2 separate regions of the Zea mays genome follow, and region 2 is linked to region 1. The links are chromatin contacts, called in public Hi-C maps. All regions are on one chromosome and are shown on one strand. Each heading gives the region's core, a stretch centred on a gene start, on an enhancer-like site or on the middle of the called end of the contact. The rest is flanking DNA. Distances are from core to core; before and after follow the strand shown. Region 1 holds the start of LOC100277253. Region 2 holds the start of LOC100381431 (alpha/beta-Hydrolases superfamily protein).

Evidence for each region. A called contact is a pair of places that touch in the nucleus more often than the background predicts.
Region 2: a contact with region 1 is called in a Hi-C map of tassel, with 2.3 times the contacts expected there. The contact joins the promoter of LOC100381431 here to the promoter of LOC100277253 in region 1. A contact is called at or near these places in 4 of 25 Hi-C or Micro-C datasets (bundle sheath, ear, endosperm and 1 more).

Annotation. Positions count from the first base shown.
Region 1 is chr3:174,747,015-174,752,954 of Zm-B73-REFERENCE-NAM-5.0, reverse strand. It overlaps LOC100277253, which reads left to right and starts at 2,491. Exons shown (of 13, transcript NM_001150876.2): 1 at 2,491-2,952; 2 at 3,845-3,943; 3 at 4,031-4,144; 4 at 4,407-4,478; 5 at 4,578-4,688; 6 at 4,780-4,899; 7 at 5,152-5,253; 8 at 5,342-5,414; 9 at 5,848-5,928. The coding sequence starts at 2,638.
Region 2 is chr3:175,075,573-175,081,448 of Zm-B73-REFERENCE-NAM-5.0, reverse strand. It overlaps LOC100381431 (alpha/beta-Hydrolases superfamily protein), which reads left to right and starts at 1,405. Exons shown (of 13, transcript NM_001174272.1): 1 at 1,405-1,580; 2 at 2,448-2,594; 3 at 2,676-2,702; 4 at 2,809-2,899; 5 at 3,062-3,105; 6 at 3,202-3,300; 7 at 3,718-3,775; 8 at 3,872-3,924; 9 at 4,033-4,134; 10 at 4,242-4,307; 11 at 4,419-4,543; 12 at 4,621-4,792; 13 at 4,879-5,374. The coding sequence starts at 1,449. The coding sequence ends at 4,965.

The DNA.
Region 1 (5,940 bases), core at 1,242-3,741:
CACCCTGATCGAGTGCGAACCAAACGCAGGTTGCATGGTACTGCAGCACAACGAACAAAGTGTGTGTGGGCCGAGGGGAACCCCACAGAGTCACGCCGGATGCGCCCGCCGGAGCGGAGCCCGGAGACAAGCTTTGACCATGCCACCACGGCAAACAAAAACAAAAAGTTTTGTTCTGCTGGCAGCAGCTAGCTAGGTTAACCCCGCCACCAAACTTCACCCGGTTGTTCTCGTGCGAGTCAATGGCCGAATGTGAAACTTGCGCAGGAGGAGGGGAGGAACGAAGCCGATGAGCAGCAGCCAACTACCAGCCACGACCGCACCGGACGAGGCGTACAGCGAGAGCGACGGATGGACGTCGGCCATCGGCCCAGCCCGCGCCACGGCGGCGTTGCCGAGCGCTGACGGGAACGGGGACGGAACCAGGGGGGAAAAAAATCGCGCGAGGCAGCGGACGGCGCGATGCCACTTGGGCGCGTCTCGAGTCTCGACGCGCGCCGGCTTTGGCGCTTCGCCACGACTCCCACTAGAGGACACCTAGACCGCGGCGCGACCGTCCGTTTTTTTTTGCTGCACTGCACCTGTTGCTGCGCTGGTGTGCATAGAGTTGTGTCCCTTTTCCGGGGTGTGGAGCAGCTGCTGGTCGGCTGCATCCGCAACAACGGCCACACGGTCACGGACGAGGATGATGCTAGGTAGGTACGGTGGGCTTTGATGCAAGCCATTGTCGGGTGCAACCGTACACGAGAGAAAGAAGACGCGAGGAGCCGATATAGATACTAGTGGTAGCTTTGGTTCACGTTGTACAGTACCTTACCGTACGTACACTCTACTACCACGACACAGCTGCACGCGGCGGGGCAGATTCACGGTGCTGCTCACCAGCTCACCTCGTACTTAACGCCCCCGCACCGCGCAGGCGCAGACGCAGACGCAGACGCAGGCGCTGAATTCCTTGGCCTGGTCGACGGCGCGCAGGCGGCACGGCAGCGCCGAGCGAAGCGGCCTCACGCCACGAAAATATCACGCTGTCCGCCTGTCCATCCATGGATGATGGACCCGACAAGTTGACCCCTCGTCCCCTCCCCTCCCCGCCTCCACCCGCGCGCGGTGCCCACCAGGCCACCGCCACCACCCACCTCCATCTCCCTCCCCCGGCTATCTCTTTCTTACACGTTCGATGACAGGTGGGCGATTCAGCTGTCCTACCCCACTAGCCATCCGGATGGGGTACGGAACTAGGTGGCTAAATTCTTGTACCCGTAGCTATATTATTGTGCTTCTGGTGCCCGACGCCAAGCTGGACCACCACGTCCCTCCACCCTCCTTCCCTGTACTTACGACGATTGGGCCCTTATTGATCTGTGTAAAGGCGAGAATAAGACGTCTTGGTAATTTGGTATAGGTCTATCGTTCTAAAATGAACAACTTCTATATATTATATAGATCGTTTAGGTCTCATTTGTTTCCTTTCATTTTGAGGAATTGGAATCTTACTAATAGAATATGCTATTTTTTTTTAGAATGTGACATTCCACCACTTTCCAAAGTTATCATATAAGACTATCTCAAATTCATGGGGTGAGAGATGAAAATTGATTTTATAGATTTACATGCTATTTTTCTAATGCACAACTTATAGCACACTTTTCTACTTACTTTGCTATAACATAAATGTAGTATATAACTATCTCTCTCATATGATTTAGTATAATATACAAATATATTACATATTTAAATATATGAACTTAATTAGTTTTATCTAAATTATAATTATTAAAATGGAATTCAATTCCAACGAAACAAACGGGGCCTTAGCTAATTTGTTTGAACAAGTGGAGGTATTGTAAAAAGACTCTGGATGGTGCCATCGTTTGGTGCACGTAGAGATCAAGGGGAATTATAGCATCTTTAGAGCTGGTTTAGCGATAAAAAAAAGTTTGAATAAGATCCATAGGAGAAGGAGAAGTTCCTTGCTACTCAAAATTGAATTTCTCTGCCAAAGGCCAAACCAAGCTGGTTTTTACGAGGAAAACAATACATCCCCACAGAATATACAACCCAGAGATTCGAAGTGTGGAAACGCTTTATTAAACTGCGTCGGGTCTTAGAATAAAGGGAACCTATTTGAATTGCCTCATATGATTAGTTTTTTAATAGAAAACTTGTCCATCCAATTTATGTCAGATGTTTTTTTATGTCTGCCATTATTCTTCCAATGGTCGACAAAATATAGCGTAATTTATCAACCTTAAATAAATACTCAGTGTCTAGAGCTGCTTTTGGCAGTGAGATGAGTACCATTACTCTCTCTGTGTTTAAAAAGTTAAATTTATTTTAGAACAGAGGAAGTGATTAACAAAAACAAGACAAGCTCTAAATTATATTCGATTTCTTTAGGAAACATTTCACCCCCAAAAAATTTAATTCCTGTCAAGCCAAACGGGTCCATAAAAGCCGCTCGTCTCCTCCCCATCTTGGCATTGTTCGCGTCGTCCGCCTTCTCTCTCTCTCTAACCCACTGCCAGCCACCTCTGCGACCGTCGCGACCACTCGCCAAGTAAATTTTCTTCCGCCCACCTGACTACGCCTCGACCTCGGCCTCGGCGCCGCCTCCGTCCGCCGGACGCGGCAGCCATGGCGCCAGCGGTGGGGCTCAAGCGCTCCGCCACGCAGACCATCACTCTGCCGCCGCCCGACACGCGGCTGGCTGTGCGCGATGTCATGCGCTCCACGATCCCGTCGCAGCCCGCCGTGGCGCCGGCGTCCACGGAGAGGCAGGCGCCCGCCGCGGCGTTGCAGGGGTTCCTGTGCCTGGAGGAGGTGGACGGGAGGCGGTGGAGCTACGTGGTGGACGGTGGGGCCGCGAAGGGGAGGAGCAGGGGCGGGGCCGTCCCCGCTGGGGCCGCCGTCAGGGCCGTGCCGCTGCAGTCGCCGCTTCCGCCTGCCGAGGTGAGCAGCTGGGTGGAATTGTGGCTCCCTAACTTGGTGGATTTGTGGCTCCCTGTTAGGTTTGGTGTTGGTTACAGTTGGCATTCGCGAAATGGCTCTGCTGCGGTTACTAGCGTTTGATTTGGGAGATTTTTTTTGGTGATTTTTGAGCAATTGGATTGGATTGTTTGATAGGGAATTTGTTCAATCGGTTTTTGTAAATAGAAGGCATACATCAGATTGCTGGTTCGATATTTGGGTATTGATCTAATCGGTATGCATATGCATATGCATGAGGATGTGTGTACCCGCTCATAGGACTAGGAGAGACGGTGTACCCTGCTCATAGGACTAGGAGAGACGGTGTACCCTGATAATTGCAGTAGCATCGGTAATTTCGAGGTAAGTTGAGACAAAATTGGGGAAGTTAGTTTTTGTCGAGAACTCCGAGGCTATGATATTTTTTGTTTTGTTTTAGCTCACATAGTACTTTTAAGTTTCAGTTTCTAGTTGGTTCTCGTAAACTGTAGAAAATTGGACACCTGGGTTAACTAGATGTGAGATTTATTGGTCTCACCATGTTGGTCCCTATGGAAAAGTCTCAGATGAGTGAGAGATGTTGGCCTCCGACTCTTAGCCACTTGATTGTTGGAGCCTCATTTATTTTTGTCTAGTGCAGGGAAACTTACTTCCAACTTAATATGATAACAACCTGTGGCACTAAAATTTTGGTGCTACGTTATGTTCCAACCAAGTTCTGAACAATGGAATGCAATTCACGCTTGCCCCTTAACATTTTATTCTCCATGTTCCCGGGCTTTGTTTGATGGCGTGTGGAAGTTTAGGCTTATTTGTTCCAAGTGAACATAATTTAGGATTAAAAATGAAGTATACCCATGGAATATGGTTGCAGGAAATAATGGCATTCATAAGATCATATGTGGTGCCTGAAGGGTTTCCAGACAGTGTTACTCCTTCATATGTACCTTACATGACCTGGAGGGCTCTGAAGGTATATTGTCGAACTTACATTCAACAGTCAGCTTTTACTGCTATTCTCAAGAACCGACCAAAGTTTAATGTCCTGTTCACTATTCAGCATTTCTTTGGTGGAGCGATGGGAGTGTTTACGACAAGAACCTTGCTGAGTTCTGTTGGAGTCTCTCAAAGCAAGGTAACACCAGGTGCCATTGCTATCAACTGGATCCTCAAGGTAAAAACATTATACCATTTCAGGAGCTTTCCTTTCTCTTGTTCACAATACTAGTCTGTACAATGTATTCAAGTCAATAATCTAACTATCCAGAGTGAAAACCCTTCATTAACTACTGGGCTTTTTTGCACACAAGATATTAGCCACGTTATCATTACTACATACTCTGTTCTGTTGTGCCATGCTTTAATGCTTAGGAATCATGTAGATGTCATAACCTGGCTTGTAATGTAATATGGTTATCATCGCACTTGTACCACAGGATGGTGCTGGGCGTGTCGGGAAAATGCTTTTTGCACGTCAAGGAAAGAAGTTTGACTATGACCTAAAGCAGGTAAACATGTGGAACCGTGTATTCACTTTTTTCAATATCCATTTCCAATTTATTGGTCCCATAATATACATCACTAAATGAAACCAAAATCATATGCAGTTGCGGTTTTCTAGTGATCTCTTGTTGGAAATAGGAGCTGGGATAGAATTAACTACTGCTGCATTCCCTCAGTTTTTCTTGCCTATGGCTTGCGTAGCCAATGTTGTAAAGGTTTGCTCTCACCAGCACCAGTATTTTCAAATTGGACTTCATTTTAACAGCATTGGTAAAGAACATCCTTTCTGTTTCATGCAACATGCAGAACGTCGCTGCTGTTACATCAACTTCAACTCGCACTCCAATCTATAAGGCCTATGCTAGAGGAGAAAATATTGGAGATGTCACTGCTAAAGGCGAATCTGTTGGGAACATTGCAGATCTGGTAAAAATCAATTCATCATACTGTTACCTCTAAATATTTCTTGTTGCATGGTGGCATGCCAAATTAACATTTCGTGAAATGTCCTTTTTTGTTAGTATAATAAGATGCTCATGTTTGACAAAATTTGGTTTGGCTTGTTACTACACTACAATCAACAGAAAGGCTTCTGCTTATATTTGAATGTTATTGTTCTCATATATTAACATGATTTAGCAGCTACACTGACTCCTTTTTGTTTTATTCCACCTGAAGCTCGGTACTGGTTTGAGTATCTTTATCTCAAAAAGGAATCCCTCACTGGTGACTTCGTTTGCCTTCCTTTCCTGTGGATATCTCCTGAGTTCATATCAAGAGGTTCACTTTCATTGTTCTAGCGAGTAGCTTCAGCGTTTGTAAAAGACTGGAATTCTATCATTAATAATTTGATATTGTTGATTAACAGGTGAGGTCTGTTGTGCTGAATACCCTAAACAGGGCAAGGTTTACCGTCGCAGTGGATTCCTTCATTAAAACTGGTATGTCAAACTTGAAAACATATATTTGAACTGTTCTGGGAAGTGCTAAAATACCTGCTGGTGGTCCATATTCAATTGCTCTTTGCACCATTTAAGTTGTATTTGATTTGAAATCGTAGGACTTTATGTATCATATATGAAAACTAGCACCTAAATTCTTTTGATCAGTTCTGAAACTTGTTGAAAAATCTGCTTGTTTTTAAAACAGGATGCTGCAGTGCTATACTGCTATGTATCTATAGAAGCTGCTTACTGAAAATGGAGCCCAAAGATTTTAAAACACATCTTAGTTTTCCTTTTTCATTCGTACATAGTTCAGTTTTATTCCAAGCTTGAAACTTGTTTATGACTTTTCTAGACCTCTAGAAGTATTAACTCAAAATTTTGAATTGTATTTGTCCAGTTCTTGAATCTTTAGTTTTATGTGACACAGGTCACATTCCCTCCTTGAAGGAAGGAAACTCACAGGAGACGATATTTAATCCACCTTGGCGGCATGAGCCAGTCGCAATAGGTTTGTGCAAGT
Region 2 (5,876 bases), core at 156-2,655, 330 kb before region 1:
GGCAAGATGTTATGCGCCTGGATGGCTGAATTATAGGCAACAACCCTTTCCATTGTCGTGGCATCACAAGGTTTACAATTTGGAACGGGATTCAGTGAATCTCGGTTATTTTTACCGATTCGTTTCCAAATCTAAAAATAAAAAGTCAAACTTGGTAAAAATGAAATTGTGAACATTAAAAACATAATTATAAACCCTTAGGTGCAATGCAATAGGGTTCGGAAAGGGATTCGAGAAGACTGAAGGCGTCGTACGCCTTTTCCGCATGCTAGCAATACAAGGTTGATTTGCAGTTGCTTCTTGTGTGTATTGACTACATAGGCTAGGGACGGCAACAAGCATGAAACTCACATGTATAGGAATTATAAACATGTACCATGTGGTAAATACTTATCTGCGATGGGTACACTATACATCCCACACCCTCTACCTGTGAGTACATAATTATACATATATTTCACATGCGCGTGCACACACACATATAATGCGGGTACATAGGTTTACAGGCACATGTCCAATTTTTCGTACCCACGAGAAAAAAACAGTCGAGTTAAGAATCAATCCACAGTTCCACACTCGTGTTTGTGGGTATAAATCTACACCTAACCTCACATCCTACAAGATTTTCACCTACATGCATGCGAGTAAAATGTGTCCGTTACCATCCCTAACACATTAGCAGCCTGCTATGCCTTGAGCCCTTAGCCTATGGCTACTATGTAAGGCCCATTAACATGTTGTAGCCAACATATAATGGTGTCTCCAGCAGTTTAACTATCCTGATTTCTATCATATTTTTTATTTTAAATTTTACTTTGTGAATAGTACAATGTACAACGCAATGTGTTGGAGACGGCTTAAGGATTAAGAGATATATTGTGCTGCTTCCTATTTTGTGCAATATATATAACACATATACTTTTAGAATAAGTAGAGGAGTGTTAATTTTTTCTGCTTTGTTGGGGTGAATGCCATATAGCTAATGTGACAATCGATATAGCTGGAAGGTTTAAAATGCGTGATCGCTCGCTCCAGCACATACCTCCCACATGGACACATGGTTGATGGTTGGCACAGCGCTACGTCCGGTCGCCACGTCCCCACCACGCACTGAAGGCTGACGACTGACGTACGGGAGGACCAACTGGAGCCACAGCCACTCGACTGGTGGGTCCCAGTCTCCCAGCCCAGCCGCCCACCGACCACACACCGCCGCCAGGCGGACTTTTCCCGTATATGACCCCACCTGACAGTACTCCATGGCCCCGCGCGCCAGCCTCTAGTGCTTTGGGTTCTCCGCCTCCACCTTTTTTCCGCCCGCTCCCCACCACAAAACCGACAAAAAAACTGACCATTTTTTATTGCAAGGAAAACAAGCACCAGTTTGGCTCGTCTCGGCCTCGGCGCGTGCCCCCGACCCGTTGCTGACCCCGCTCCCCGGTGATCTGATGTCGGCGGCGGCACGCGCGCCACCGCCGCCGCGCGCACTCTACGCGCCGTCGAGAAGAGTCCCTTTCGGTGCCGTGATCCTATCCGCGCCGCGACCCGGGGCTAGGGTTCGCGCGGCGCGGCCTCGCGAGGTACGGCTCTGCGTTCGCTCCGGATGCCCAGAATCATTCTGCGTTCCGTTTAGTCGTCGTGGTCGATGCTGTAGGAGCTAGTGCCTGGCGGGGTTATGGGTGCTACCGCCTCGCGTTGCTGGTTTCGAGCTAAACGCGAGGTTTTGGTGCAATTTTGAAGGTGTGAGGTGGCGGGTGTTGGATTAGCTATCGGCCTAATGCAGATGCAATTGGGTCGCTTCGCTGTACAATCCTATTGCTATTCAAGCAAACAAACTGTTTGTTGATGTGTTTCTTTCATTTTGGCAGCTGTTTTTTTATTTGATAGCATGGATTGCCTCGATTTCATTAGTCGCTATGACTGTCCTCAAATCTTATATTTGTCACCTAGAGGCACTATAATGAAGGAAATTTTGGGGTAATTGAACTGATAATCATGGACTCACAAATAATTAAATTGCTTCTATGGCTGTACTAGTGATAGTGACTAGTCATTAGTTTCTTCTGTCGCAAATTTATGTGTTTGCTGTACTAGTAATCACTGTAGTTTATTTAGTTGTAAGGAGGGATCTAAGCAGCAAATCATTTCTTACTTTGACTATAACTAAATATTTCAGGTCCCACGTTTATTCATATTTACTAGTTCTACTATTTTTCTGTCTTGCTACTTTTAGTATTAAAAACAGAGAACAAAAAAGCAATCGGAGGGAGATCTGGAACTTAAACTAGGGTTGTTATGAAGAGATTACAACATTGAAGATCACATTAATTGAATATTAGCTTGCCTGCTTGATGGCATCTGCTAGTGCAGCTGTCCAAATCCGTTTGTTTTATGTATCATCAGCAGAAATCTCAACATCTTGCTGGGATTGTACCTTTTGGTTTCAGGGGAATGTTCATAACCATTGCCTGCTGACATCGTCTAGTCTGAATTCAAGTTCTTTGCTATGTCCTCCATGCAATTGTGCTCAAATGGCTTTGGCCGACACAAGAATTGCTTACCAGCCTGAAGTCGACAAGCATGCTGGAGTTCTGGTATGGAAGCTTTGATACTATTTTTTGTACGGGATGAGTCCTCTTCCCTTGTCCTGACAAATGTTTTGTATTCATCTGCAGGCCTATGAACTGGTTCAAGGGAATCTTGTAAGTTTTGCATTCACGCAAATTATCTGTCATTAGTTGTAAAACTAGCTTGATTTTGATTTTTTTGTCCAATCGACATAAATCAAATTCAACACTTTAACTTCAGGTTCAGTGGAATTCATTTATGGACAAATCAATACCTGATCCACCAACAGCTGTTCTTCTTCATGGCATCCTTGGGAGCAGGAAAAACTGGGGTAAATGAGGAGTCCTCAATGTGTCTGTAATTTGTCTTAATATTTGTATTGGCCCATTTTGTATTTTGTTATAGGTTTGAAGTTGAGTAACATACTTGATTTTTTTATATTTTGGTTGTGAACCACATGACTAACAAAGTAACAAACAAATTGTCTGTGAAGGATCTTTTGCGAAGAGATTGGCTCAGGAATTCCCAATGTGGCAGGTCATTATATCTATCATTCTGATGGTGGCCTGAATTACTCTACAATGCATATCATATATGAAAAATGATTGACATTTATGGTTTCTCTTTATGAAGTTCCTCTTGGTTGATTTGCGCTGCCATGGCGACTCAACATCAATTAAGAAGAGTGGACCACACACTGTTGCCTCAACTGCTCTTGATGTTCTAAAGCTGGTTTGTAGCTTTTTGCGTCAGCTATTTATGTCTTCGCTCTTTGGCTTCTCATTCTTTTCAATCTTCATTTTTATCAATAGAACTAGAAGTGTAGCTTGTTTGAAAATGAACTCTATCTGTGTCCAACGTGCTTGCACAATATCTGCATATTCATCTTATTGCAAATCTAGCTTTATGCATTTGGAGACAAGCCTAACTCTTCATGTTAGGTTACATGCATCAGCGTCATATGACAAAATGCATTATTTGAGGTTCCTGTAATCTAATAGTCATCACTATGAAGTAAATGACGAAGTGATTTGGTGGCATGGCACACACCTTTTTCAAAACTTCTTTATTATATTTGGTGCTATTTGTTGTTTCTTGGTTGTTCACTCCTTTAGCTGACTTATATTTTGCTCCATCAAAATCCAACAGATAATGCAGCTCAGGCTAACCCCTCGGGTTTTGGTTGGTCACAGCTTTGGTGGAAAAGGTTTTTATTAATATATGTCTTTACCGTTTTGAAATGTTATGCTTTACAACAAAAGTAATTAAAATGGATATTGGTACTCACATATGAGCTTTGCAGTGGCCTTGAGTATGGTAGAACAAGCTGCAAAACCACTTGCTCGTCCTGTTAGAGTGAGCTCTACTTCTTGTTTTGAATGTTGTTGGTGTAATTGAAATATGTTTGCATTGATTAGTTCTTCTCTGTTATGCTTATTTTCTTGATATTCTGTTTCTTAAAAGGTATGGGTTCTTGATGCTACTCCTGGCAAAGTTCGGGCCGGGGGAGATGGTGAAGATCACCCTGCTGAACTTATTGAATTTCTCAGAAGAATGCCTGAGCAGGTTGGACTCTAAGACATATCTTAAAAACTTTACTGAGTAATACATTTTGGTGCCCTGTCACAGCTTCAGGACTCATTTTTATTTTACATTTTATTGTTGAAATTTAGGTTTCTTCAAAACAGGAGGTTGTTGATGCTCTTGTTAAAGGACAATTTTCTATGGACGTTGCACGGGTATGGTTAACAGCTTATTGAGATGCCCTTTCAGGCTACTCTATCTTGTTGTCTCCAATGAAACAGCAGCCAACAGATATTCCTTTTTTTTGTGTTGTTTCTTTGTTTCAGTGGGTGGCTACAAATCTACGTCGAACCAGTCCATTGGGTCAGCGACCATCTTCAAGCTTCTCATGGACTTTTGATCTAAATGGCATCTCTGAGATGTACAAGTCTTATGAGGATACTAACTTATGGTAAATCTTCAGCGATGCCAGTTGAGATCATCAAAAGAAAGTATGTTGTGTGACTAATGGAATGCTGCTCCATTCAGGAGGATTGTAGAGAATGTACCAAGGGGTGTTCATATTAATTTTCTAAAAGCTGAACGAAGTTTGCATAGATGGGCTCTCGAAGACCTCCAAAGAATTTATACTGCGGAGGAATTAGCTGCAGATGAGGGTGGAGGAGTTGAAATGCACGTGCTTGAAGACGCTGGACACTGGGTATTTTGGCACCCGCCTTTTTTTTCTTTTTTTTTACAATAAAGCTGCAAACCAAAATATTTGATTATTTGCATGTTTCCTTCCAGGTTCATGCAGACAACCCAGACGGTCTCTTTAGAATTCTTTCGTCAACCTTTCGAATCGAAACTACTATAAGAGGAATGCAGGACTGAGGATCAAACCTTTATCGATCCAATGACAATAGAGGGGAGGCATTTCTGAATCGATTCTACTGTAAGAGGAATGCAAGAGGATCAAACCTTAATTGATCCAGTGACAATCTGAGAGGAGGCGCTGACACTATCAGAAGATGTGTACATTACAAGCAGGGAGGTGGAGCCAGCATTTTTCTGAATGATAGGCGTCTTTGTTCATTTGTTCATTCTTTTTTTTACAAAAAAAAAGAGTATGTAACATGAGTTATACAACTAGGCTGTTCTTCGAGAAACAACCTGTAACTGTCTGTCATATACTTGACGAATGAGAAGCGTTTTCGTACCTGTTTTAGCCTGAACGGTTCAGTTGTAAGATCTCGAATTAAACTGCCTGATTTGCAGAGTCTAGAAAAAAAATGTTCCTGATAGTTGCCTAGAGAGGGAGGGGGACGGGGTTGAATAGACGACAGTACTTGATTCACTTAGAACAAAATGAACAATTGTCAAAATATAAAACTAAGATCTTTTCTTGCAGATGTGTTGCTTTCAAATAATGCAGAATAAACTTATATGGTGTTTGAATGCACTAGAGCTAATAGTTGGCGGCTATCTAAAAAGTTGTAGTCATTTTCCTAATCTTTCCAAAAAGTTATGAATCACTCTTTTTGGTGGTTTAAATCTTCGGTTATAGATATTTGAAGTATGGATTCTGAATCTGTCTAAATCTAGATAGATACATCTTTTTCGTGTTGATTGACCTTGATAGGTATTGAATCAGCATACGATGATTATTAATGTTTTGTAGACAATTTTATTAGATTTTTAGAAAGTCTTAGATCACCTGTTTTGGATGTCTGAATCTCTGGTTATGGCTAAAATAAGTACATGCTATGCTATGTTGCTGTCCAAAATCTGCGTGTGTTAAGTTT